Linked DNA regions of Hordeum vulgare: region 1 is linked to region 2. A link is a contact called in public Hi-C data. All regions are on one chromosome and are shown on one strand. The core of a region is the stretch at or near the end of the contact, and the rest is flanking DNA. Distances in the headings are between cores, read along the strand shown.

Evidence for each region. A called contact is a pair of places that touch in the nucleus more often than the background predicts.
Region 1: a contact with region 2 is called in a Hi-C map of seedling, with 3 times the contacts expected there. The contact joins the enhancer-like site here to the promoter of LOC123399518 in region 2. A contact is called at or near these places in 2 of 6 Hi-C or Micro-C datasets (leaf and seedling).

The regions. Positions count from the first base shown.
Region 1 is chr5H:481,703,803-481,706,502 of MorexV3_pseudomolecules_assembly, forward strand. No RefSeq gene overlaps it. Among protein-coding and RNA genes, the nearest start is that of TRNAM-CAU, 35 kb to the right of the region's middle. Within about 2 kb of position 1,424, at least 3 of the 3 cell types and tissues checked have open chromatin away from gene starts, as enhancers often do. A contact at or near this core is called in leaf and seedling, where this site is marked.
Region 2 is chr5H:481,591,050-481,593,749 of MorexV3_pseudomolecules_assembly, forward strand. It overlaps LOC123399518, which reads right to left and starts at 1,275. Exons shown (of 3, transcript XM_045093921.1): 1 at 865-1,275; 2 at 468-741; 3 at 1-309. The coding sequence starts at 987. The coding sequence ends at 14.

The DNA.
Region 1 (2,700 bases), core at 174-2,673, 110 kb after region 2:
GACCTCTCGCGCAAGTTTAATGGCTAGCCCATGTATCAAATAGGTGATTCCATTCGCCATGGGGCGCCCCTATATCGAATTCCTTAATGGACGCTCATGCCCTAAGGAAGAGATAACTGTGGGCCGGGTCATGTTAGCTGTTTAGCGTGTGCACAGATCCTATTTTTCAGAAGGTTCAAACTCCTGTTTTGGGAATCTTCTAGAATATTCCCGAACGACATTTTTGGATTTTCCGTTTTGTCATGGTTTTATTTTAAGTTTATATGTTTTTTTTTCGGTTTCCTTTTTCATTTCTTATTTTATTTATTTTTTAGTTTTTACTTTTCCTGGTGGATATTATTTTTCTTTTATTTTCAAAAATTTCTAATTTTGTTTGGCTTTTCAAAATTAAATGTCACGCTTTTAGAAAATTGTTCACATATTCAAGAAATGTACGAAAATTTATTCATGTCTTTAAAGTTTTTCCAGAAGGTCAAAATTTTTTGGGAATTCCAAAATATGTTTGTTTTCTAAAATTCTTTCACAAATTGAAAAACAATTCAGAAATATTTACGGTTCAAATTTTTGGTCGGAAATTAAAAAACTGTTCTGATTTCAAAAAATGGTCGATAATTTCAAAGAATGCTTGCGGCTTCAACTTTTAGTTCTGAATATTTGTAATTTCGGGGAAACTTCCATTTTTTGCAAATTTCTAATTAAGTTCATAAATTGAAATCGCTCACGTTTCAAGAAATGTCCAAAAAAATGATATTTTTTTTGTTTTTAGTTTTCTGTTTGGAATTCCATGAACTATTCCTTTTTGTTCACAAATTTTAAAAATGTTCACGGTTTCAATTTTTGTTCTGAATATGATGAATAATCCCACTTTGCAAATATTTCATAAAAAAATGAAAAATATCAGCGGTTTCAGCTTTTTCAGAATTTCATAATTTGTTCATAAATTCTAAAAGTGATTTATGTTTTTCCAAAACAATTTTGTTCAAATATTACGATTTAATTTTTTTTGTTCACATATTCAAGAAATATTCCTGCCTACGAAATATTGGCCCATTTGTAAAATATACATTAGAAAAACTTTCAACCCAATAAGTAATTCAGGTTCACTACAATAGCTGGTTCTGGTTTCGCTACAATACTTCTTCCAGTTTGCTACACTGGATTATTCTGGTTTGCTACACTAGACCATTTTAGCTGGTCTATGGTTTGTTCTTTAGGTGATGTGCTGGTTTACTATCAACAATACTAGTTAACTAGAGTAGCTAGGAGCGCGCAATAGCAAGGAGTTGGTAGCCGACTCGAATTCTAGGATCACGCGAGTCTCCTTTTCCTTTCCTATCTTTTTCGTACCGTGGGGGAACATGATGGGCCCGCCCAGTCAGGCTGCCTCCTGTGCGTGGTGCCGTGCTGTGACAATTTGCCATACAGCGCGTCAAAGGGTTTTCCTATGCAGCGCCTTCAGCGCCGCGAATGGGAACTGACGCTTCGTGGGCTGGCCCACGAATGTGACACAGACGCAAATTCTATTCTGTAGCAAAAAAATAACCAAAGAATAGCCATTTTACTGGAATCGAATATGCAGCCTTACACTAGTGAATGTGTTAGGTTAACCACCACACCTATTTAGCACTAGTGACTGAATTCATCGCGGGTATCATAGAACAATGGTAGCCGCCCTATCTTTTGCACAAAATAATGTACGATTTACTCTATAGCTTAGATTTTCGAATTTCTTGTATTCAGTTTCGGAAAACGTGACCGTTTTTGGAAAAATGTGAACGACAGTTGAAAATTCTCAGATTAAAAAAAAAAGAGTTACAAGCATGTACAAAAAAATCAAGTATTAAAAAAAGTTCACGAAATCAAAAGAAGTTCATGTATTCAAAAAAATCATCAGTTAAAAAAAACAAGAAGTTTAAAAAGTTCATGAAATTTCGAAATAAGCACAGATTTGAATTTTTTTAAAGTTCATATAATTTGAAAAAAGTTCATCAAAGTTAAAAATAAGTTCATCAATTTTTCAAAACGTTCCTCACATTTGGAAAAAGTTCATCGAATTTTAAAAAATGCTTCACCAAACTTGCAAAAAGTTCATTGAATTTGATAAGAAATCATCAAACTTGAAAAGAAGTTCACCAAATTATAAAAAAAGATCATCAAATTAGAAAAAAGTTCATCATTTTTTTAAATAAATCATCGAATCTGAAAATAGTTCATTGAATTTTTAAAAAGTTCATCAGATTTGAAAAAAGTTCATTGAACTTGAAAAACGTTAACTGAATTCGAAAAAAGTACACCAAATGATAAAAAAGTTCATCAATTTTTTTAAAAAAATCATCGAATCTGAAAATAGTTCATCAAATTTGAAAAAGCGTTCATCAATTTTGAAAATAAAATCATCAAATTTGAAAAAAATTCATCTAACCTGAAAACTATTCAACGAAATTGAAAAATAATAATTTATTTTTGGAAAACATTCATCCAATTTGAAAATAGTTCATCAAGTTTGAAAAAACATCATCAAATTTTTAAAAATGTTCATTGAATTTGAAAAAACGTACAACAAATTTGAAAAATCATCGACATTGAAGAAGAAAATTCATGAATTTAAAACAAAACCATCGAATGAGAAAGAAGATGGAAAAAAGAAAACCTAAAAAATTGAAACGAAAAAAAAGAAAAGGGAACAAAGGAAAAAAGATA
Region 2 (2,700 bases), core at 25-2,524:
GACTACGCGTGCTTCACCATGACCACGTCACCGGGCTCGGCTGGAAGCTCGCCGCCGGGATCGGCTGCTGCTGTACCATGCAGTGCGGCTGCTGCGGCCACTGGGGCATTGGGAGCTGCTGGTCGGCCCTGTCCTGCTCGACCTCCATGGACGCGCCTTGGCCGTCCTCGGCCTCCATCATCTCGGCGGCCGTGGGCGCCCCCTCGGCGCGGGGCGGCGCCCACGGGACCATGGCCAGGTTGGAGGTCTCGGTTCCGGCAAGCCCCTCGAACAGCGCGCGGTGGTTTCTCGCCTCTTGCAGCATCATACCTGCGTTATAACATACCAATTCGCAGATTAGATTCGTCGTTCCAACCAGCAGGGAACATCACAGCAATGAGATTGAACCCGAAGTTCGAACGGGATGATCCCAGATTAATGAACGACGAAACTCGGGGAAACGGAGGAAAGCGCGGAGGCACACGTACCATCGAGCGCTTGGATCCACTCCGGGCTGACGCGGAGATGGCCGCCGGGCCGGAGCGGACCGAGCAGCAGCCTGCGCTCGGCCTCGGCGGGCCGGTACAAGACGATCGCCCTCTCCTCGTTGGCCGCCACCTCCGGCGGCGCCACGTCCACCGGCACCACCGCCACGTCGCCGCACATCGGCGCCTCCTCCACCACCCCGAAGCCCGCCACCGGCGGCTGCGTCCCCGGTGGCAGCACGACCGCGCCGGGCACGACAGGCATCACGTCCGGGTCCTGCGCACACCCACAACCAAACACACACAAGCACAGCCGCCGCTTAATTAGCAAATCCGAGAAGGGGAGAGCAAGGAGCGAGTCGGGTTGTGTACTTGGGTTGGGTTGCTAGGGGAGACGTACCAGGCGGCGGAGCTTGGTGGCGCGGGAGGCGACGGGGAACCCGGGGCCGATGTCGTCGTCCACCCAAAGCTCCGGCGCGTCCGCGCCCTTCCTCTTGAGCGCCGGCGCCGCGTCCACGTCCATCGATCCGATTCACGAGCGACGAATCCCTCGACCGACCGTCGATGGGCAGGTCCCCGGAGCTAATCAATCAATCCAGAGCAGGGCAGGGCGAGGGGAGCGGTTGGTTGTCTGTAGTCTGGGGATTCTGCGGCGGCGATGCCGGGCGGCGAGTGTTAAGAACTAAGAAGAAGAGGGGAGACGGAGGCTTGGAGAAGGTTCGGGGGTTCGCGCTCGCGACGGCTCTAGAAAGAACGTCCCCGTTGCTTTTTTTCTCCACCGTTCCTGTGCCTACGTGTACGCGCGAAGTGGCTGCGCGGTGGCTCCCGCGCCGTTTGCGTCAAGATATTTTCCATCTCTCGCGTGCTCTTTGTGGGTTGGTGATTGGTCACGGGAAAGGTCCATCGGTGCTCCGGGTACCGGATAGCGTTGCATGATTGCAAATTTGTTGGGGTTTGTTCCGGATGCCGCGACCGGGCTGCAGTGCAGAGTGTCCGACGAGACCCGAGTCCGGCGCCCTTCCACCGTTCATGCGGATTTTTCACTGTTTTGATCCTTAACAGTGGCGAAGGCAGAAAAACATTATATGTGTGGCAAGATTTATGAAAGAGAAAATCATCTATGATGTAACTATGCAACAGCTCAGAAAAGTACCAGATATATATTAATTAGAGTTCTGCAAATACAACCACAAAATCCAAAATTGAAGCATTGACACTCAAAATCACCGGAAGTTTGAAACGGGGAAGCCGATGCAACTCGCAGCCGGCCGGTTAGATCATTGTTGTGCATTTGTGTTTTAGTTCGGTATAGGTAAGTTGCAAGCACATTACATCAAGCCCGTCAAGAAGACACCCAACACACAGGCAATATTGTATAAATGTGAAGTACTTGTAGGCTACTATACATAATACATCAGCTCCACTAGCATGCAACACGTAGGCGCATTAGTATATGAGTTGTATCCTCAACCCGTGAGAGTTCAAATCCTAATGCTCGTATTATTTTTGAATTTATTTCTATAATTCCGGCGATGCGCATTTAGTGGACGAAGACGTTTTCGTCGATGACAACACATCTACAGTGACTCCGTAAATTCCAAGATGATATGCCAGTTCAATCTGTGCTCATAGAGATAAGATTTGCGTGTGTGCATTTATATATGGAGATGAGTGCATGCACGTGCATATAAACATTTGCGTCTATACTTTGTTTAAGAAAAGTATATGTACCAAGTACTTCCGGAAGAATTAGGTGTGGCGGACGCCAAGGCTTGCCATATAGTTGGCTCCGCCACTGATCCTTAAGGCGCAAGTTCATCACGTAACGAACTCGGTTCGAAAGTATTTCACGTTTTGACCCTTTTGGAAACGCCATAGGCCGTGGCGTTGCAGGCCTTATGCCAAACGCCAGTCTACTAGACGTTGCAGGCCTTATATGCAACGCCAGTCTACTGGACGTTGCAGCCCTTAGCGGAAACGCCAAAGCTGCTGGCGTTGCAGACCAAAGCAGAAACGCCAGGCTCCCTAGCGTTTCCTTAGTCCAGTACCGCAGTGCTGGGGTCCTTGCCAGCGTTGCACCCAGCGCATAAACGCCAGACCTGTTGGCGTTGCAGACCGAACCAGAAACGCCAGGCTCCCTCGCGTTTCCTTAGTCCAGTACCCCAAAACAGGATTTTTTCACTTTTTTGATCAACAAACATATTTCATAGAATATAGTTTAAATCGTAAGACCATA